4 separate regions of the Zea mays genome follow, and regions 1, 3 and 4 are each linked to region 2. A link is a contact called in public Hi-C data. All regions are on one chromosome and are shown on one strand. The core of a region is the stretch at or near the end of the contact, and the rest is flanking DNA. Distances in the headings are between cores, read along the strand shown. Region 1 holds the start of LOC100278839. Region 2 holds the start of LOC100193902. Region 3 has its middle 46 kb from the start of LOC100191188. Region 4 holds the start of LOC100191188.

Region 1 (5,570 bases), core at 2,510-5,009, 240 kb after region 2:
TCCAGTTTCGCTTTTCGCTTCTTCAATGGGGAAAATTTTCTTTCTATTGTCACCCCCTGCTCGTCCAGTTCCGCTTAAGTTTCCTTGCTATTGTGAGTAGGAGGCTACGACCCGACAGATGCTAGAGGATTTCCTTGCCAGGGATTCCTGTGCCAGGGCGGTGGCGATGGAGGGGAACATGGCGCTGGCCTGACACATATTTGCCACCTGCAAATGGCTGATTCTGATTTAGTCACGAGGAAATAATATGGGTTGTCATTATTTCGATTATGTCTTAATGTCATGAACATGCTGGATCAGGTTGATCTTGATCCCTATGGGTCACTAGCTGTATTCCTTGATTCCATGGTTTAATGTGTAGCCGATGGGGGTACGCTAATGTGCTCACCTACAGACATGGCAGTGCTTGCTGGTGGAAATGCAGAGGTTTGTTTTTCTAAATGAGAGTTTCAGTTTTAGGATTAAATACGAATTGCTACCTGCAGGACTTACTGGAGATGTGTTCATGGAGCCTGCCATTTGCACTGGTGTGCATGGTTCTTAGCCATTAAGGGGTAACCACTGCCATGAGATGGTAAATCCATTTCGTGTACTTACAGATGTTTCTTATATCCATGCGTTTCAGGTCAAGAAGCTTATCAAGGAGAAAAAGGATGATGCTGGAATTTCTGATATGTCGATATAAATAAAGAGCTTCAAGAGGTGAGTTAATTTCTTATTTTATCTTGTAATGTGATCCCTCATGCTCGTGTAGCTACATTTTAGATACATTGGATTAATGATACTCACAAATGGATGCTTGATTTCTCCTTTGGTTTGGGGGGATGTTGCTATCGATTCCTCCCTTCTTTGTTACAAGGAGCTGTGCCCAGTACAAGATAGCATGAAAAAGGTTGCTTGCAACATAAGATTTGTTTGGGGGGTTAGTTTTTTTTTAACCTTGAAAGGTAAGAAGGTTAATTATGACGATGGTAGGGACTGTCCGAACAACCCTATTAATAATAATGAACAATATGTAAAAATTTAGTGTCTTCAAAGTTGTCCTTTATTGATTGTTTGGACAAGAAATATGCCAGTATTATGCAGGAAAATGGCAAATTATGATCTACGAAAACAAAATAAAAAGCTCTCCGGTTTATGTTCATAATTTAACTTTTTCTTATATATGAAATGTGAAACAGAACTAGATGCCATATGCAGTAAGTTCCTCTTGACATCATGTATTATTTGAGCCATAACTACTTTGTTCTTGTCGTAGATAAAAGAGTTAAGTTGCTTGCGATAAGCTCACAACCTGTGTATTTCAAGTTACAAAAAACCATGTTACATGTGAAATATGTATCCAATTCGAAAGTATCATAAATAGCAAATCCAGCAAAGATCCTGTGTAAACTGGATTGTCCTTGCAAGCTCTTGATAGCCACATAAGTGTGAACCAGATAACAAACTGTTATTCTACATGCAGTTCAATGAGGAAGCATGGTCACCTTTTGTAAAGAAGTAAAGACTATAGTTCATCCTGGTGAGGTAAGGGTTATTTTATATTGAAGTAAAGATGTGTATGAACGCAAAATGCACTGCAGTGCTTGAGCTCTCAGTGAATATAAATAACCCCCAATAGTAACCGATCACCCCTCAGGCAAAAGGAGGACACATGCATGTGTTACATATATGCAGAGGAAAAACAAAGCATATGAGTTAAACATGTTAGTTTTTTATTACAAATACACTAAATGAGGAAATAGCTAATAAATGGATAGATAAAAAGTGGTCTCAGCTTTAGGTTTCCTTCAAAGTATATCATGTGCTATTGGGTTAACCTAGGGTGCATCCAAACAACCAGTTGCACTGTGGCATCTAATGATTTGTGTTTATGGTGCTGATTTTAGTTCCCCATTCTGGCTTGGTTTATCTAGGAGGTCTGCTCCCTGAGAGAAAGAACAAAAACAAAAGGAACCTAAAAGGATTTCTGTTATTACATCCACGGTATGGGTTGTAATCTACTATGTTTGTTTCTTTGGTTTTGAAATTCTACTCTGATATCTATACATAGTAAGTGAAATGTTGAGCCTTCAGGACATCGGCTGCTACCACCCGAGGCTTTAAACTAATCTCAATCACTTCTACTTTTGCATTTTGGTTTGGGTGCAGGACACAAATGGTCGAAGCAATGCTCGAGGCAAGAGGGTGGAATTCCATGAAACAGAGCAAGTGAACAAGGTTAGTATCACTGTGGATTGTTCCCAAATTTAGTGTTGCAGTGGACACATTTAGTGGTAACTGCTAATTCTGGTAATATGTGAGTTCATTGGCCAATGGTGTAGTTCGAATGGGTTAGCCTAATGAGGTAACATAATTATTCTAAATAAATGTATAGCCTCAGTAGCCTAATTAGGTTATTACTAATGATCTTCTTTACCGATCTTCTATTCTTGATATTTTTTGTTCAATCCAACAAGTAATGTGTTTACACGTAGAGAGCGGGCTGCTAAAGGATAGGAAGTTGAAGATAGATGAAGGAAGCAACTACATGCAATCGATGGCAATAATGCATTGCAGGTACTCGGAATTCACTTGAAATATTAAGGTCTTTTACATTCTTCTGTTTTTGCTGGTGCCACAGTGGTAACAGTGTTGGGCTTTCGAAATATTGCTGCAGATTATTTAATTGTCAATGTACCACATGATAGGGTTGAGGCTCGTCAGGAATGTCAAGTTGCTCCTGGACGCAGGTATGGTGCCCACAGGCCGACAGAGCTGAGATCAAGCGCTGAGATCGTGCCCCCGTGCCTGCAGCTGCTTGTCACACCTGGCCAGAGGCATAGGCTACCACTACTGTTCTAAGAGGACAACCTGCTCGATAGCTAGCCTAGGATGGCCTTCAGTTCCAGCAAGGCTTCTCGGCTCGTCTCACTGCAGAACGCTATTGTTGGCGCCTAATTGAACGAAGTTGATACCGATAGGATCCCATGAAGCAACATAAGCAGCAGAAGTCTAACGAGGAATGACATATATGCAGACATGCAGTGCCTTCGTTTGTTACCACCAAAAAAAGATCTGAACCAAGTATTTCTGTAAGTATACCAACAAGTTAGTTGCTACTACTTTGTATATTGATCTTCGTTGGCTGAATGTTTGAGTTTTTTTTTCAAGGCACAAACACTTTATTTTGAAATCTGATTTCAGATAAATTAATTCACGCCGACAGAGCGCCCGATAGGGCGCTTTCTATTCTAGTCTCAAATTTACAAGTGATGCTGAGGAGAGATCGGACACTGGACTGGAAGTCCTCAAAACACCCACCACGTGCTATATAGCCATAGTAACTTTATTACGTCTCCAAATGTGACTATGCAGTGCAATGATGAGTGACAAGACTGCAAGTCTGCAAGTGTGTCTTCTCGCCCATACGCCTTCTACTACAGTTCTACTGTCATGTATGTTACACCCATCAAGCGTTATACACTGCCAACTCATGAACCATATATCAGCGGGGTATGCATCACGTACGTAAACGCGCAGGCAGTACACAGTACTTGTTCTCTTCGATGCTCGCATGATCCAGCTTTCCAAGGGTCCCCAAAAAAGCCTCCTTGTTGGGTCAGGGTCATGCACGCAGCCTTATTCGCGTTTTGACACCCTGTGTTCATGGAGAGCAACATGACCAAACTGCCCTCCTCCTGTCGATCAAGGCTCCACGTTCCAGAGTCCGGACTCCCCCTCCTTTAACTAACTCTCCCAGTGCCTCCTCGATCCTTCATGTCCATGCCGTGGAAGCTCACTTGACTTATCCCCACAGGGACGAGGGAATGTAGTGACATCCTGACGTGACCTCACGTCTCCTCTCAGCCCGATCCTGGTTCCTGTCTCTGATCCCAACGCCCACTGGTCCGCGGCAGCCCGGAGATGTTTCTCCACTCCCTCTTGATGCAAAAAATGGCAAAGAACACGCAGCAGCCAAGGTACATTCCCGGCCCGCGCTGCACGCCGCCGTGGTCGTCACCACCGCTCGCGACGAGAATTTCGTATCGACTGACGTGACAGATGCCCTGCGCCGTGCATGCAGAAAAGACGGCGGCGCGAGATCGTCAGGTGGCGGGCTGTCGTCGTCCAAGAAGTCCCGGTGGTACCAGCGCGCGGTGGAGGTGCTCCTCCTGGTCTGGAAGCAGCAGCCGGCGGCGCCTCCAACGACGAAGGCCGCGGCGGCGTCGGGGGTGACAGCCGCCGCCTCGGGCAACAAGGGCGCGGCGCCACCGGGGGGGAGGCTGCGCAAGTCCTCGTCGCTGAACGTGGCGGCGTCGTTCACGCGGGTGTGCCTGTGCGCGCCCATCTCCTCGTACAACAGCGAGTCGCTCTACTGCTTCCCGGCCGACGGCGCCGCGCCGCGCCGGAGCTACAGCTACCCGCGCGCGTCGTCGGCGTCAGCGTCCGGGTGCGGCGCCGGCACCGGCGTGAGCCCGCTGGTGGCGCCGGCGTCGGCGCCGCCGCCGCTGCCTCCTCTCCCCGCGGGGAGCAGAGGCGGTGAGGGCGCGCGGCGCGTGTTCCGCGGCAAGTCGCTGACGGACGACGTCCTGATGCGGCGGTTCGTGGTGGACGAGGAGGCCACGCGGCGGCGCAACGAGATGGAGGTCGTCCGGCGGCGCCACGCCGCGGCCTCCAAGCGCCGGCGCCTCGGCCCCAGCCCACTCCGCCGGATGGCGCTGGCGGAGTCGGAGGCGGAGGCCGAGGAGGAGGAAGCAGCGCCTGGAACTGGGAGGGGAACGGACAATCGCGTGGCAGCTGCTGCTGTAGCGTAGGACTGACTGCGGAGCTTTTTTTCCCCCTGTCCTGTGTGCTCTCGATCGGCTCGCCGTCGCCTCTGTTTTTTCCTCTGTCGTTTTCCTCTTCTGCTGCTGCTGTCGTGCGCTGCGATGCGACTGGGAGAAGGAGGAGAATCGCCCAGTTTTTTTTAACAGAACTGTACTAGCCTCTTGTTGTCCCGTCTCTGGCAAGCCGCCTGCCGCCGCCGACCGCTTCGTTTCGTTCTCTGGCGAGTGGCGGCCCGGGTTGCGGGCGCCGGCCGCCGGGGCAGCGGTTGGTCCCGTCCGCGGATCCCCGACGGGGCCTCGGTGCCATGACTGCCATCTCGCCGTGCGGCACGCCGGCACCAGACGATCGGCGGAGTAAATGAGCGGCCAGCAACCGGCGTAACGGCTAGCCGCGAGCCGACCAGAGGCTCAAGCATACGAGCCCACAAGCCAGTGAGGGGATCCTGGGCCTTCTAGTGGCCTTGGAGAGGTGGTAAATGCGCGACGCGGCCGGTGTGAGCCGGCCGAGATGGTCCGTTGGCGTTGGGGGTACGGTACGGCAGCGCAGTGCGGCTGTGCGTGCGTGTACGCAGTGGCACAGTTAAGGAGCGAACGGTCGACCCAAATCAAACGAACATCCCGTCACAGCCTTCATGGCCCCGTTCACGCACCAGCGCTGAACGCATGTTGGCAAACGGCATGGTGTACGCGACGCTCTTCGTTCCATTCCATTCCACGCAGAGCTCGCATCTGCACGGCCCATGCTCCCGTCCGCCCTCACAC
Region 2 (5,939 bases), core at 1,575-4,074:
CTCTTGCTGTGGTTGGCCACCTCGGCCATCATCATCTTCTTCAGTTCAGTCTCGGGCTCAAAGTAGCTCCTTGCCCTGTTTTTCCTGCTGAAATTCGGGAGGAAAGGCGTAGGTCAGACAGAGTAGACGAGCCTCCTTGCTCCTGCTAGGGTGAAAGATGACTTTTTACAGCTGTAGCCGTAGCCGTTGGTTCAGACGATTTCAGAACCATTTTTTTCTGTACAGGAACATCCCTTCTGCAAAACCAGTCGAAATGAAAAAGGATTTGGTCTTCTTTTTTTTCAGTTCACTGGGAAGCTTGTTAATGTTCTGTCTTCACCTTCGGACGCGAGTGCAGGGTGGCAGAACTGTCGTACCGTTGCCCCCCCCCCCCCCCCCCCCCCGGGTCTTTCACATCCGAAACCGACGATTTTGTTTAATTGGAGACTTTGTTTTGCTACCAAAAATCCAAATGCACTGGGCGCTGCCATTTGGACCGTAATTACCCCGAAGGTTCCCTTTGCCAGCACAAAACAAATTGGTTGGGAGTGATCAGACTGGAGAAGACAAGAGGTCTCATCATCTCATATGCAGGCACTGCGAGGCACCGCGGAGTTTTAAGCTACAGCTTTAGCGAGAGCTCGAGGACCTTATCTTCGTTCCCAGTCAGGCTTTTAAAACAATTGCAGGATTGAATGATTGGTCAGAGCAAAAAAAAAAACTAAGGTGATCCTTATCCGTCGGCATTAGAAAACAGATGCATGTAAGGACACATTATAGGAGCTTTATTATTATTATGATCAGTGACTAATTAACAAACGCGTATTTATTCTCGTCATCACACAGCAGAGTCCAGTTAGGAGGCGGCGGGGCCCCATGCATCTATCCTCTGGCCTCTGGCGCATGCGGAAGACAACAGGCAGGCGCCAGCTGTCGGTCAGGCTAGGCTAGCGGCTAGCGACGCTGCTGGTGCAACTGCCCTAGCCTAGCTAGCTAGCTAGCGTTCTTCCATTTGGGCGTCATTCCAGGGGGGGGCTTTGATTGAGAGCTTCAGACAAAGCAGGCGGCGCGCCCCACTGACTGCGTACTACTACTACTGTGGTGCTACTACAGGTTTGGACTGTACGTATATGTACTACAGACATTTGAAAGTTGGAAGCAGCTAGGCTAGTAGGCAGACAGGATCATTAGGGCTGGGCCTGAGCTACTGGAACGGACGTTTACATAGATGAACGCCCCTGGCAACTGGCATCATTTCCCTTCTATCTTCTTCTTCTTTTTTTCTTCCTTGAAGAAGGTTCTGAACCCTTATGGGTGGGTTCGTTCGTTCACGGATCGTCCATCCATACTACCGAGTGTACAGTTCACGTTGTAGTATATATTTCTAACAAACTTGGTGCTCTTTATTGGAGAGAACAAATATGGTTGTGGAACCAACAGACAGACAAGCTCTGGGAAGTAAAAGCGGACAAAAGGGATAGCTTTGTCCCCTTTGGACGACGCACGCTGGCAGCAGAGAACCATTCGTGATCATACTGACTGACGAATTTGTCAAGTAGCACCGGGTTGTTTGCAGTTCCGAGCATCAAATCTAAGCTACCCCCCCTTCCCCCCCCGGCGGTATTTTGCCATCGCCTAATTCCTCCTTTACTACAGAGACGCCTCCTTTACTAGTCCTCTGCAAGCATCTGCTTGCTTCAATGAAGCGAGTACAACAAGAGAAAAAGAGAAATAAATGGACGCGAGATCACGAGTACCGGCAGCCTTTAAACCAAGAGTGGGAGGCATTCAGTGCGCTCGTCGTCCTACCAGAGAGATAGAGAGTGAGAGAGAGACTAATCGCGCGTCTAATTAAATCCGGTCGCCGACGTAGGCCGATATCCGCCGTAGCCACCCGGGAGCCAGCTGTGTGCGGAAAGGACACGGGAGCCAGCCGAGAGAGACCCGCTCGCCGCCTGCCTGCCTGCCCGCCCGCCCGCGCGTCCGGACACGTACGCGCGCTGCGCCGCGTCATCTCTTACATGCACACGCCATGGCTGGGCTGGATGCTGCCTACTCTCTGGACTATCTCTCTCTTTCTTTATGCGTGTCAGCGTGTGTCGGTGTGTGCTTGTTTGTCGATGGAAGATAGAAGAGAAGAAACAAAGGATCATGAACATGGCAGGAAGGCAGAGAGGTTGACGCATAGATAGATCACTTGCGGTTGAGCGAAGAAAGAAGCCCCTGTTTGTCTGAAAGACCGGCCGGGCAAAGAAATCAATTAATTAAAGGCCGTCGCCATGGCTAACTAACCTACCCGATCGATGATACCGCACCGCAGCAGCACGTACAAGCTGGTCGTCGAGGAGTATCTAGCTACGAGCATGTATAAGAACACAGCTATATATGTGTGTGGAGAGATAAGGGTTAATTAAAGCTGAAAGGGAGAGGCTCTTACCAGGATCAATCAGCGGCGACGGACCACTGCGTGCGCGTGCGCGCGGAAGGAGATCGAGCGGGCACAGCTGGGGGAACCTCGTCGGGATGGCACGGCCGAACCAGCGGCAGAGCGCGCGGGGCGAGCGCTTCTTCTCGCGGCGGCCGGCGTGCAGCGCGGCCAGTTATTTCGTCCTGGTAGCCCGGAGCCGCGCGCGCGGGGCGAGCGCTTCTTCTCGAGGCGGCCGGCGTGCAGCGCGGCCAGTTATTTCGTCCTGATAGCCCGGAGAGGAGAACGAAGAGGCACCTGGCGAAGGAGGAGGAGAGGTTGTGCTGGGGAAGGACAAGACGAGGCCTACGCGCGCAGGAGGGTTTAAGGATGGATGGGCGCAGCGCAGTGCAGTGGAGAGGGACCGGGCCGGGCACATTTGGGATCAGGGAAGACGGAGGGCCCTCGCTCGCCGTTTATATACAGAAGAAGAGGAGAATAGTTGCTAGCTATTGCGAGTCTGCGTTCCCAACCTGGGTCTGGGTGTGTGTGTGCTGCAACCCGCAGATAGATAGATAGATGGATGGATGGATAGATTTACTCGAGTTTTTCAAAGGCAAGTAAACTATCTGCACTCTATCTCTATATGCGCTTAAACGACGCAAAGCAGACCGATGGGGTTCCCGTTCCTCATCACGAAATCGTTAGGTGCACCTCCCGGACGGGCTAGCTAGCTAGCTACTGGGGTGCGTAGGGACAAGCAAGGGGGAAAGGAGATGCTGTGCACACCAACTGCTACCGGTTCCGGCGTGACAGCAACTCTGGCGAGGACGGGACGAGACGAGACGAGACGAGCGTGGCGTGCATGGCATGGCATGCCATGCCGATCTCTTCTCCCTCCCTGTATGCTGTATGGTGTGTCCCGACGTCAGTGCGCCTAGCGCTTCCATTCCATCCGTGGCTAGGAATTGCCTTTTTCTTTTTCCTTGCGTGGCTCCTTTTCCGTTCCCTTTTGTTTTTTTTTTTCCCGGCCGCATCGGCCTCGGTGACAGCTAATATCCAGAGGGTGGAGACAGAGAGTGGGAGGGAGGGGGCGGCGAGAGCGACAGAGGGATCGGCGAGACGAGGACAGGAGGTGACGCCAGATGCGCTGCCCACAGGCCACAGCAGCACAGCGGCAGGGCGTGCGACGAGGCGGGACCGGACCGGACGGCGACAACCCGAGGGTTTTACTACTCTCTTCATCTCTTGTAGACTAGGAGTACTTGCGTTTCGGCCGATCGATGTCGTCGGGCTGGCGGGCGGGGCGGGGCGGGGCCGGCCTCGGCTCCGTTCCGTCTGCGCACGCAATGCATGGTGGCGTGGCGTGCCGTGCCGTGCCGCGTGAAAAGGCTGCTGCCTGCCTGCCTGCCCTGGTGCCTTGTGCGTTCATGCTCTGGCACGGGAAGAAGGCGACTTTTCCGCGGCGGGCGGGCGGGAACACGGGCCGTGCCCGTGCGTCGGTGCGTGCGGCTGCGGCTGCGGCCTACTACTACCGTGCAGCGGGGCGCGCGCCCGGGCGTGGACAAAGGAGGATTCGGAATGATACGTGGGGCGGGGCCTGGGCTGCGCGGGTAGGTGGTCGCGTGTCGCTTGTGCCACAGCTGCGGCACGTATGCGCCGCGCGCGCGTAGGACATCGCCTGGGCTCTAGCTGCCTCTGGGAAGGATCGCCCGGCCGCATGTCTCTACTACCTACGTGCACAACTCAACTTTGATAAAGAAAACCACTGCAGAAATACGCCAAGAATCTTGAACAAGGACAAACCGAGTTAGTATTATATACCTAATAACCTAGTGATGTTCTGCTCTGCGGCTGTGCCCATGCACGTGAGTCTACGGTCGAATGGGTCAGCCCTTTTTTTCTTCCCATCTGAGTACGAACTTCTAGACTGGGCAGTTTTATTTGTACAAACAAACTTGTCGACGATGATCAGTTAATAACTGGTTTACGTTACGTACGAGTACGAGCCGCGCTTGTCTTGACGGCCTGGATCAGTAGTTGGCTAGTTGCACGCATGCGTGCGTGCGTGCTAGTACAAGTATGTATCGACCTTTTCGCTTTTTCCGGATCAGTAGTTGCTGTGGCCGACAGTTTAACCCACTCAGGACCTCCATGTCTTTAATTTGAGTGAATTGCCTGTTTGAGCACCGCAGATTCCATTCCACCCCATCTCAATCTCTTTCGGCGCCTCCCGGTTCACCTCACATGATCCAACAGTGACCCCAACGGCGACGTCCGGCCGTCCCCTGCGTCGCCGTTCATGGCACGAGACGACTACTGCACTAGCTAGCTGACACTTGACAGCCAGCCAACAGCGCGCGCGCTCTCGCCTCTCGGCTCACTTGCTGCTGCAGGGATTTCAAGCACCGAACGGGGGCTGCCGGCTGCGTCTGCGTGCGGCCCCGCCTGTCCCGATCCGCGCCACGGCTGGCGCGCCTCCACGGCGACGGCGACCGCGTCGCGAATCGTTTTCCCTTTCCTCTGCCTCCAGCTCATCCGAGCGCGCGCCATGCACGAGTCCACACGACGGCTTTCGCGCGCGGGCGAACGCCAAGGACTGGACTGGACTGGTGGGCGGGGTCCACGCGCTTCCACCGCCTCCTGTCCTGGCGAGTCGCTGTCTGAAAGAGATCTTTTTAGGGCATGTACAGTGGCGTTTAATATGGAGGCTCTTAAGGTGTTTAAGGGGTGTATTTGCAAAAAAATCTTAGAGTCGTCTCTCCGTGAAGAGACGCCTCTGGCTCGTAAACCAAGTAGTAACAGACGCCTCACTTCCTACTGTACGAATTTATCGTCTGTTCTATCGATCTGCTGCTGTACAAATGCATTTAATTATGTATTTATTAGTAGACTACATTTATAGACACTCCATTGTATAATAGAGTCTCTTAGTTGTCTCTTGTGCTTAGAGAACCGTTTTGGTGTCTCTCCACTGTACATGCCCTTATGTGCCGCGCCGCTGCCTGCCTACGCAGTTGTTTTGCGCTCTGCTAGACCAGTGAACTCGCCTACGTACGCTACTTGCGTTGGTCTCGTGTAATTAGTATGCGTGTGGGAGAGAAACGAAATCGACACGACCGCCCGGCGCCCGGGCCGGGTATCCGGCGGCGGCGGCGGCGGTCAGGGTTGCTTCTCGAGAAACGTAGATGAACAGAACATGCCTCGTCACAAGCTGAAACATGTGTTGATTAGAAACGATTTCCGCCACGGCACCGGCATAAACAGGTCGCGGAACCAGCTGAGCAGCTAACGTTGTTCAAAGACCAACGGCCATATGTTTGGTTGCTCTCGTTTCTTATGTATATACCATGTGTTTGTGTTTGGTTTCCCGCATATGAATACTGATATAATCATATGTTTGATTATGGCTCTCCATATATATTTACTATGGCTGGACCTATGTTTGATTCGCTGCATCTAGTCATATTTGCACGCACACACCGACATAATCTAAACTTATTTGCCAGCATCCATTTATACGTAGAAATTGATATTACCTAGTAAAACAATCTCA
Region 3 (5,407 bases), core at 1,923-4,422, 160 kb after region 2:
GTGGTATTTATAGCCCCCAACCACTTTCTAGCCGTTGCTCCATTCTGCCGACCGCGGACGGTCCGCCCGCCTGGTCCGGACGGTCCGCGCCTGTAGATCAACGGCTGAAAATGCAACGGTCAGCAGTAACGGCTATATCAACGGCTATATTGCATTTAATGCGTCGTCAGATGTCAGATAAAGCCAGTCGCGGATGGTTCGGTCGTGCACCCCGGACGGTCCGCGAGGACGCTATAATTCATTTTTCCGAACCCGTCACCTTCGGGTTTTTCGGTTCCTTGCCTACCGGACGGTCCGCGCCTGAGGCCGGACGGTCCGCGCGAGGTCTCCGACGGTCCGCGCTTTTCCTCCGGACGGTCCATAGTGCAGACTCGGATTTTTGCATTGGTTCTGTCCGAGGGTCATCCTGGTGTTGCGGACAGTCCGCAGCAAGGGCCCGGACGGTCCGCGCTTGGCCTGTTTTTCCAAAAAGCTTCTCCTGTCCGGAATAATCTACGGTATTCCGGACAGTCGTTTTAGTATAGTTGTAGATGAACCTTTGGTACCTGTAGAACATATATTCTAGAGCAAACTAGTTAGTCCAATTTGTGTTGGGCAATTCAACCACCAAAATCAATTAGGAAATAGGTGTAAGCCTAATTCCCTTTCAGTCTCATCACTTCTAATATGGGTGTTGTTTTAGTTACTTTGACCTCGTCTCCCTCATGGGACACCCTAGCAGTGGATCTTACTCTGGCCATTTTAGTGTTCAATTTCATTAAAATGAAGCTGGTCTCGAGTGACGAAGCGCTTGTTCGAAAGCGCAATGCAAAAAGCTTCGTCTTTGGTTCAAAATTTTAACAGCACAACAGTGCAATGGCAATGCATGATGTGGTAACTTCTCACCAACCTGTCTGTTTATATAGTGCTGCAAGAGAAGAAGGTGAACTGCTAGAGCGTGTATACTGGCTGAACGATGGACCGGCCAGCGTTCGGAATATTTTAATCATTTTTTTGATAACAAGCTCAGGGAAGGTGTTTTTCGGACCTTCGGCATCCAAAAGCCTTCGTATTTTCTCGAACCGAGCTCGTTACGAAAAAACGATCTAGCACCGCGAATGGGCTACTGTTGGGGGTCTTCTTCTCCACCGAAGGTCCTCAAGGCAAAAACACCTTTGGCAAAGTGATATAGAAGTCCTCTTTTCCTCTGTCGAAGGTTCTCAAGATGAAGACCTTGCGTAGAAGCAATATTGCCAAATGCCGAAGCTACCATCAGCTTCGGTTCAAGTCAAGCAGAAGAAGAAAAGACCAGATAGATCTTAGTATTTCATGTTGTATGTAGATAAATGTTGAGGGTCATGAATGTAATTTCACCCAGGCTGCGTCCCGTGCCTATAAATAGATGAACAGTAACATCGTATTGTTCACGCTGAATTGTAACCCTCTCACGTGTCTACACCTTCGAGCAAGCCGAAGGTATCAATGTAATATTAATATTGTTAATGTTCATACATGTTTTATGAAATGCAAATATGTATGAATTAATGAGATGCAGTTACTGTTTTCATCCTTTTGCATTTCCATTGACATATTAAATGATGAAGGTATGTCCTTAACATTCGTCTGATGAGCATTATAACCATGTGGGGATAATGCTTCGGAAGACGAAGGTCCATAATAATTAACAATTGTGTTGTCTTGTTCTTGATCTATAGCATTTGAGAACAAGTGACCAACACAGCCCAAATAAATAAGAGATCAAATTAATAACAACACCCACAATGCAATACATATGACAAATTAAGTTTTAGTTCCATAATTTAATCATGCGACTGTCCGAGCTGCTCATGATCGTGAGCACGGTTGATGTATCGGTTTTACACTTCGCAGAGGTTGCGCATCTTTACCCACAAATCGTGTATCCCGTCTAGCCAGAGTTTGCAAGACCCTTAGACACTTCTGAGGTGAATGGCTAGGGATCCACCACGAGGCCTTTATAAAGTTCCACTAGCTTTAGAAAACCCGCTACGGTTTCTGAGAAGGGCAATATAGGAATCCCTCGTGTGAAAAGCCATCGCAGCATGATCGACTCGAGAACCTCCCTATACGCAGCTCCTCTACCGCCCTTGCCCCTTTCGGGTAAGGTAGTCATCCACTAGCTTTCCTAATTAGTCGGCCAAGGGCGTCCCATACCACCCTTGTGGTAGCACTGTTTTCCCGGGTGGTTCTCCATGTTCCAATTAACATGATGATCTTATCATGAACAATAATTAAGACAACAACATAATTGGAACATGATCATAATAAAACATAAATTTCCCAAAACCAGGTAGAGCAACAGCAAATCAATCCAATAGTTCATTTGTCTGCAAGGTGTGGAATAAACAATGCTAGGGAAGCCTATTAGGTCCCATCAAATTAACCTGAGCATGTCATAGTAATTAACATGAACATTATTAGGTAGAGAGAAGTGATCAAGGGCACAACTTGCCTTACACTCAAGATTTTCAGGTACCAACTTGGTTTTCAAGTGACTCGTAACTTCGCTGCTATTCATAGCAATACAAACAAACATGGTATAGGCAAAATTAACATCACACCAAACATAAGAACAAACTGCATAATGATGATCTACGCATCGTAACGAGAACCTAGGTTCGAGAACCACTAAATTCGGAGTTACGGTTAAAGAGTTATGATTTTTCTGAAACTTTAAGTGTTGGATATAAAAGAAACTAAGTGCATAATTTTTAATCTAGGTTTCATAACAAACTAAGGTTACCAGATGATAAACAATATTATTATGAATTTAATACAACCGGAATGGATCAATTTGGAGTTAAAATAAATTATTTATGAATAAATCAAGATTCTAGATTTATTTCTACACCAGAAATTATTTTATATATTACTCTATTCGGTCTATTAAAAACCCGGGCATGTGGATCTAAAAATACAAGAGCACATGGGTTGTTTCCTAAAATTCCAAGGCACAACCGCAATTATTCTACACCTGACCGAACGATGAGTTGATTTCCTAAATTTCCAGGGGCTCATTAGCAAACTTGCGGCGCCGAAAGGGTACGGGTGCAAGAGATCCATTAGATCTTGATCTGACGGCTAGAGATAGATTATAAAGCGGTACGTGACTACGGCCCCGGGATTCGAGATCGACGGCTCAGATATGCAACCCCAATCGGTACACAAGTGGTCTAATTTCGGCCGTCGCGGGTTAGATGATAGATCAACAGTCAAGGTCGTTAAGCCCCACGATTTATTCTCTGCCGCTCGACACACATCCAACGGCAGGTGTGCATCGCTAAACCTCCCTCCGCTCGCCACGGCGGCGCGCAAAGCCCGCGCAGCGACTCCCTCGCCGGAGAAACGCAAGCAAGTGCCCTGGTGCCCTGGTGCCCCAAACTCGAATCTAAGTGGTGCTATACGAGAAGAAGGGAAGCGCAAACGACCCAGATGAGTTCTCACCGGCGTTGGTGACGTGGAGAAGCCGGTTCACGCAGAGGGAGGGTCCCAGCCAAGTTTTGCTCCGGTGAGCAATTCGGTGGGTGAGAGACGCCGACTCCGCCCATAAGTATCGTGGACGACTTCACTCTGGTTCTGTGCAAGCTTTCAGCTCGAACTCAGGCACCGTCCGCCCGTAAGTGTCGCAGATTTCTGACTCCTGTGCACCGACGCATACGCACCCCCCCCCCCCCCCCCCCCCCCCCCGCGGTTTTGGCGCTGACCTTTGGTGCATGAAAGACAAGGGAAGGCATGGCCTCTGTGCCACGTTTTATAGCCGCCAGGGGATCGTCATTAGTGGGCCAGCTCGGACTCCACGCGGCGGCGAACTTCACGGGAGCAGTCGTTGAGGGAGGAAGACGCCCGGCTGACCAGCCTGACCCACAACCCAGTGTCTCCCATGGTGCCCACGCACACATTGGGCCCCACTACGTCAGTGACCGTTCACGCCAAAGAAATGGGCCAAGTAGCGCAGGTGTGCTGGGCCGCGCGATAAGGGGTTTCGTGGGCCACTGTGGAGATTGGGCCCAAACCGAGGTTTGTTTTCTTTTTCTCTTTTTCTGTTTTGTATTTTCTTCTCTATTTTGTTTTCCCAATTTTAACTCATACTCAAATTCAAATTTCAGTTTAAATTTAATTAGAGTTCAATATTACAACATTTTTAAGTGCTCAAATAAAAACCCCAACATGAATGCAAGTTATATTTATAAAGATTATTTTATTCTCATATTTAGAAATATATATTTCAAATGTGAAGTACACACATCATTAAGAAATACTCTTTTGAATGTAAATTTAAAGGTTCTTCCAAAATTCCACATTTACTATTTATTATTATTTATTTAAATTAAAGAGCTATGTTTTATAAAGGAAGAAAAACATTTATATAAGTCATTTTATTTCAAATTCTTTTAGAGAACTCTTTAATTCATCCAAATGTGATTTTTGAGTGTTACACGGGGTTGTCCGCAAACTCCAAATCATAGAGGGGAGTTCGTTAAGCCATCGTGTGCCGAACTTGCTTAGCTCGTTGAAGATTCTTGGCTTGAGGCCTTGTATAATCATGCCATTAGCACGTTCTACTTGCCCATTTGTCCTCGAATGAGCCACGGCTGACCAGTCTACATGGTGTGGTGGTCACTACAGAAACTCAGGAACTTCTTTCTTGTGAACTGTGTGTCATGGCCGCGATGGATGATATCTGTGAAGAAAGCCATCGCCTACTCGGACTTGATGTTGGTGAGTGGGTGGACCTCGATCTACTTGGAAAATTTGTCGATGGTGACCAACAGGTGCGTGAAGCCCCCAGACGCCTTTTGTAGAGGACCGACGAGGTCTAAACCCCATACAACAAAAGGCCAAGTGATTGGAATTGTCTGTAGGGCCTGAGCTGGTAGGTGCATTTGCTTTGCGTAAAATTGGCACCCCTTACAGGAGCGCACTATCTTAATGGCAACTAAGGGTGGGTGCGCTAAGACGAAAGAAATGAGGCCGGGAGGGAAGTGGGTGTGCGCAGTGACTTCAAAGGGGGCTGGGGCGACGGTTTCGTGCGGGGGATGCGACGTGGTCACGGCCATCTCGGTGTGCGTGCACGTGGCTCATGTGGACGGGCGTTTGGAGGAAGGGGTAGGTCTGCCAGGTGGGGCCACGGTGTCAGCAGGTCGGCGTTGGCGCGCGCAACGGGCAAGCGGGGAAGCACCGACAGGTGGGACCCGGTGGCAGAGAGCGAGCGCACGGGTGAGGGAGTTGGGGCCGAAAGGGCGGGCCCACCAGGCACTGAGCGAGGGAAAGCAGACGCACGGTGCTGCGGGGAGTTGAGCCTAATGGGCCGAAAGGCTGATGGGAGGGGGTTCCAGGGTTGCTTTTGGTTTTTCTTTTATTCCGAATTTCTATTCTCTTTTTCTTTTTA
Region 4 (5,537 bases), core at 330-2,829, 210 kb after region 2:
AGACACATATAACGAGAAGCTATAATTCTCCTAGTTTGTTTTATTGTGCATCTGAGCTCTTACATACTCCATAAGTATTTAGGTTCATCTGTTAGTTCAGCTGTGTGACAGTGTCCAACACATATAAGGGAATATTTAGAAATAACCCCTGCCGATAGCATCACGCCCCAAGGGTGCTGGAGCTAGAGCACCCCCGCGCGCAGGTGTCAGGTAGTACTCAGGTCTGTCAGTGTCGTGTGGAGACTGGAGCGTGCGAACGCGAGGGGAGAGTAGACGATGAGATCTACGGGGTGGGCCGGCAGAATCTGAGCGCGTTTTGTCCGTGGCTCACGGGTATCCCCTGTTCATCTTGCCTTTTGTTGTCAGCGAGCTAATAACCCAGGGAGATACTAATTAATGCCGCTAATCTTCTGGTAGCACGTGCACGTAGCAGTGGGGGACTAGGGGGATCTCTGCCTGCCCAGAGTGCGAGCCCAGGCGGCCGTCACCGGCCGAAACGCCCGCCGCGACGTCGACCTCACAGTGGCAGCCGCGGAGTGGCGTGCGGACCGCGGAACGCACCGCGCGCCAGTGGCAGGCAGGCAAATTGCAGCCAAGCGTTTCGCTTGCTTCTCTGGGCACGCACCAAGACTTTATTAGCCCGTCGAAATTGCACGAGACGTCCGAGCTTCTCAATGCTCTTTTCAACGCTGAAGTGTTCTATCTTTCGCTCCTAGAAAAATCTTTATCTCATGTGGCACTCCGTTGATTCTGAAAGCGCTGCAGAATACTCGCAACTTCTCAAAACCGGCCTCCTCTGCCCTCTGCTAATAGAGGGGTAAAGGAACAAAACAAATAGCTAGTGGCAAGAGGATGGAATCACACGGATACTCTGTACGGAGACCGTGTGTTTAGTCATCCCTGCTGCGATGCCAAGAGAGAAAAAAAACGGCCACTAGCACGGCGCCAGTCACACTAATCACAAAATTAATCCGCGCACTCATAAACCAATCCCTGGAAGCGATCATGCGAAGATTTCACCGCCCGAGCCGCGACCCCGGAAGTCCGGGACCGGGAGTTGTCTCTCTTTTTTCACTCCGAATTCAGGGTGATCCATGAAAAAAAGAAGATTTTTGCGGGAGCATGAATATCCGGCTGCGCTGCGGCCTACGGGGAGCTAGACATATCCCATTATTTATAGGAACAATTGGATCTATACCATTAAAAGATCCAAACTTTAGATATATACCATGGACCCTACATGTCATTAACTCATATGGACCCACATGTAAGTGAGATAGTAATGGTATGGATCCAAAGTGGTGATCTTTTAATGGTATGGATCCAAATTTCCCTTATTTATATTTCAAACTTCACTGTTCCCAGCGTTCATACAAGTTTAGCTTTCTAAGTTGTTATAAATCAAACTATTTAAACTTCAACCAACAAATATTATAATAGTTTAAGTCATGATAAACCTAGTAATTTTATTTTTATGTTGTCTTATATAATTAGTCAAAGTTGATAAATATAAAAAGACAAACCTTATATAGATGGATGAGGGAGTATATGTATATATCTATTGACAGAAAAGTATTTTATATACACATATTTTAAATAGGACAGACTTAGGAAACAGGGCACTGGCCTTGGGACTTCCACGGCCTGGAATCTTCTGCCGTCCCGCCGTCCCTCCCACCCCGGTGGCGGCGGTGGGTGTCCCAGTCGCCTTTGATTCCTTCCCCAGTCTTCCCCTCAGATCTGCGATCCTTATCCCTCCCGGTTCCCCGTCCTCTCCTCGGCCCCAGTCGAGGAGACGCCGCTGCGGCTCTCGACTCCTGTTGCAATAATTTTGTAGGCGAGAATTGGGAGAGTCTGGAGGCTGCCAGCCGGTCTAGTGGCTCGGCCAAGGCGAGCGGTGGTCCCAGCGCCGTTCTTTCCGCCTGGTGCCGGAGTTTCAGTCTTCAAGGCTGTGCTCGGAGTTTCTGTGTTCTAGGGGCCGGGAGGTGTGTGCTGGTGTGAATTTGGCTTTCTTTTGATCCAATTGGTGCTTAATTTCAGCCTGTCGAAAGAGGCTTCTAGCTTGCAGGTTCATCGCCGTTGGCGCCGAACTTGCCTGCCGTACAGTCTTTCTAGTGCCAAAGTTGAATTTTGAGGAACTGTGAAGCCGCTTTAAGCAATTACCTTTGCCGAACTTTCCTCTAAAGGCTTGACCTTTTGGGTTCCGGAGTTCATTGCTGATCGACGGGTCTTGGAGTTTTTGTCTACTACCTGCGTTATGAACAGGACATTTCTGCATAAGAAAAGTTGTCTCCTGTGCAGATAGCCAGATACTCCTGCTTTGCTAGTATATCAAATTGCTTCTTGTGTTTGAACAAAGATTCTGTTCAGCTAGAAGACAGTGCTCTCCTTTATATCCTGTCTGTAGCTCAATACAGTGCTCCAAATCCATTTCGGCGTACTAGGTGTGGATAAGGATCCTTGCCTCGACGAGTGGAGCAAAGCCATGGATGTGCCTACGCCTCCCAACCGTGCCGGCTGCAACAGTAACATCGGCAGCCCCATGCAATCTTTTGATGATCCCTTTGGTGTTGCTGCCATGACGAGCTTTGATGGATACTCGGAGCTCTGCAGCCCATCAGTTGCTGATCACATATTCTCCCTGCTGAATGATCCCTCCGCTGCGCAACAGATGGTTGCCATGTGGTCATCCTTGGGCTCATCTCCGCGTGCTTCAGCTGTGAGAGAAGACATGTCGTTTGACACCTTTCCTGGGCCTGTGGACGGGACATCGTCACTTGCTCAAAGGTTCAACTCAGCAGCAGCATCGAGTCCAACTGGAGTCGACAGAGGGCTAAAAGAGTCAGATGGGCTTGTTCTTCCAAGTAATGGCTCACAGCAAGGGAGTAGCATCATTCCGAGGTCTGTTGGCAACGCTCTTGCAGACAGGATGCTCATGGCGCTATCTTTGTTCAGGAAGTCATTGAGTGATGGTGTTCTTGCCCAAGTCTGGATGCCTGTTGAGCACAATGGTCGTGTCGTGTTGAGTACATCTGAGCAGCCCTATTTACTTGACCAGGATCTTGCAGGTTACAGAGAAGTTTCTAGAAATTTCCTGTTTTCAGTTAAGGAGGAGCCTGGTCTGCACCTAGGGCTTCCAGGGAGGGTCTTCATATCCGGGGTGCCAGAGTGGACGTCAAGTGTTATCTATTACAGTAAGCCAGAGTATTTGAGAATGGAGCATGCTCTTCTTCATGAAATACAAGGGTCACTTGCTATGCCAGTTTACGATCCCAGCAAGGGCTCTTGTTGTGCAGTTCTTGAACTTGTCACAAACAAGGAGAAACCTAATTTTGATGCAGAGATGGACATTGTTTGCGATGCCTTGCAGGCAAGTTCTAACTTGTTTAGACTTGGGATATTTATTTAGTGACATCAGTGCTTAATGTTAAGTTGAAGTACTCATAAGTACTGCAAGCAGCTCTGGTATTTTTAAATAACATTTACTCACATCCTGACTTTTCTTCATTTGTCACTATTATTATTTTTAACTCCATCCATGCCAAAATATATGGATTTTTTGTTTTGTTCCAAGCTAAACTACCCTAAGTTTGACCAAATTGATAGGGAGGAGTATTAACATATACCACATCCAAGAAGTGACTATGAACTTATATTTCATATGAATATAATATTGTAAATTTTGTTGTTCTTTCCTATGAACTTTGTCAAACTTAGGATAGTTTGACTTGGGATAAAAGCTGAATTCCTTATATTTTGGGACGAAGAGTATATAAGCAATCACTTCTGTCAAAATTTTGTTCAGTTGTATATAAGCAATCCATATATTTGATACTTATCCATTGCTCTTCTGTAGGCTGTGAACTTGCAGACAACAACAGATCGCAGCAATCAGAAGGTGTCAATCTTCACTTCTAACATGCTCCATCTGAGATCTCTCTTGGTCTTGTATTTACTTTTTACCTACTGATGATCAATGCATACATTATCTTTTACATTTGCAGGTTTACTCTGAAAATCAGAAATCTGCTTTTACTGAGATATTGGATGTTCTAAGAGCTATTTGTCATGCACACATGCTTCCTTTGGCCCTTACATGGGTCCCTACATCAAATGGCATCGCTAATGGTTTTTGTGTTGGAAAGAATATTGGGATAGATCCGCAACCAGGAAAAGCAGCACTTCGTATCCATGAATCAGCTTGCTATGTTAATGATGCAAAGATGCAGGGGTTTCTTCATGCATGTGCTGATCGTCATCTTGAGAAGGGGCAGGGTATTGCAGGCCGAGCCCTTAAATCGAATCTGCCATTCTTCTCACCTGATATAAGAGAGTACAGTATCGAAGACTACCCGCTTGCACACCATGCTCGTAAGTTTGGTCTGCACGCTGCTGTAGCCATACGGCTGAGGAGTACGTACACCAGTTACGATGACTACATACTAGAATTCTTTCTCCCAGTCAACTGCAAGGGCTGTGGAGAGCAGCAGATGTTATTAAACAACCTTTCCAGCACAATGCAAAGAATATGCAAAAGCTTGCGAACAGTCTCTGAGGCAGAGATTGAAAATGTTAGTGCTACTGCAGCAATGTTTGAGAAGACTAGTGGAACTTGTTTACCAACTGGTAACTCTGAAAGTTCCTCACATGATGACCAGCCAATCACAGAATCTGCACTCCAGGATCTATCTTTGGGTGACAAACAAGGAGACAGAGAACCTGACAAGGTGCTGCGCTATCATTCTATCTAGTCATTCAAAATTGTTAGTTGAGATATGTGACTTCTTTGACACCTAATCATAAGTATCTAAACCACTTGCAATTCTTTTCAAGATGGACTACATTCAATTTTCATGCTAGTAGATTCTGATGCGTGCATTTTTTTATTTAAAAATATGGAACCTTTGTTATTCTTTTCAAGATGGATTACATTCAGTTTTCATGCTAGTAGAATCTGATGCGTGCATTTTTTTATTTAAAAATATGGAACCTTTGTTATTGCACCCTTTTGATGAGAAACCTTGTTATGTGCAGCCACAGAGAAGCTCAATGCGAGTTGCAGATAAAAAGCGCAGTGCATCTGAAAAGAACTTTAGTCTGGATGTTCTTCGCAAATACTTCTCTGGGAGCCTGAGGGATGCTGCAATGAGCCTTGGTGGTGAGCCCTACTGTATTGTTACGAAGTCTCTGTTAAATCTAGATTTGCTGTGACATTCACAGTACTGATTACTGAAGATAATGCCATCATTGTAGAAGAATTTCTTAGATTAGGAGATTATGGAATGAACTGCTTCTTCTGACACTTGCCTATAAACACCATTGCAGTTTGTCCAACGACATTGAAACGAATATGCAGACAACATGGAATTTCCCGATGGCCATCTCGAAAGATAAACAAGGTCAATCGTTCATTGAAGAAGATAGAGAAGGTCATTAAATCAGTTCACGGTGTGGATAGATCCTTGCAGTACGATCCTGCTACTGGGTCTCTTGTTCCTGCAACCTCTCTTCCGGAAAAGATGCCATTCTCTGCTTGC

The links. Hi-C and Micro-C count contacts between places; a contact is called where the count stands out from the background.
Region 1: a Hi-C map of leaf shows a contact between it and region 2, with 3 times the contacts expected there. The contact joins the promoter of LOC100278839 here to the promoter of LOC100193902 in region 2.
Region 3: a Hi-C map of leaf shows a contact between it and region 2, with 2.1 times the contacts expected there. The contact joins the enhancer-like site here to the promoter of LOC100193902 in region 2. A contact is called at or near these places in 3 of 25 Hi-C or Micro-C datasets (ear, endosperm and leaf).
Region 4: a contact with region 2 is called in a Hi-C map of leaf, with 4 times the contacts expected there. The contact joins the promoter of LOC100191188 here to the promoter of LOC100193902 in region 2. A contact is called at or near these places in 5 of 25 Hi-C or Micro-C datasets (bundle sheath, ear, leaf and 2 more).

The regions. Positions count from the first base shown.
Region 1 is chr10:130,119,449-130,125,018 of Zm-B73-REFERENCE-NAM-5.0, forward strand. It overlaps LOC100278839, which reads left to right and starts at 3,760. Exons shown (of 2, transcript NM_001372490.1): 1 at 3,760-3,962; 2 at 4,067-4,977. The coding sequence starts at 3,907. The coding sequence ends at 4,796.
Region 2 is chr10:129,876,912-129,882,850 of Zm-B73-REFERENCE-NAM-5.0, forward strand. LOC100193902 reads right to left here and starts at 2,825. Exons shown (of 6, transcript NM_001308371.1): 1 at 2,417-2,825; 2 at 1-87. The coding sequence starts at 35.
Region 3 is chr10:130,039,524-130,044,930 of Zm-B73-REFERENCE-NAM-5.0, forward strand. No RefSeq gene overlaps it. Among protein-coding and RNA genes, the nearest start is that of LOC100191188, 46 kb to the right of the region's middle. Within about 2 kb of position 3,173, at least 17 of the 20 cell types and tissues checked have an H3K27ac peak or open chromatin away from gene starts, as enhancers often do. A contact at or near this core is called in ear and leaf, where this site is marked.
Region 4 is chr10:130,086,756-130,092,292 of Zm-B73-REFERENCE-NAM-5.0, forward strand. It overlaps LOC100191188, which reads left to right and starts at 1,580. Exons shown (of 5, transcript NM_001358370.1): 1 at 1,580-3,370; 2 at 3,857-3,898; 3 at 4,005-4,727; 4 at 5,035-5,158; 5 at 5,326-5,537. The coding sequence starts at 2,486.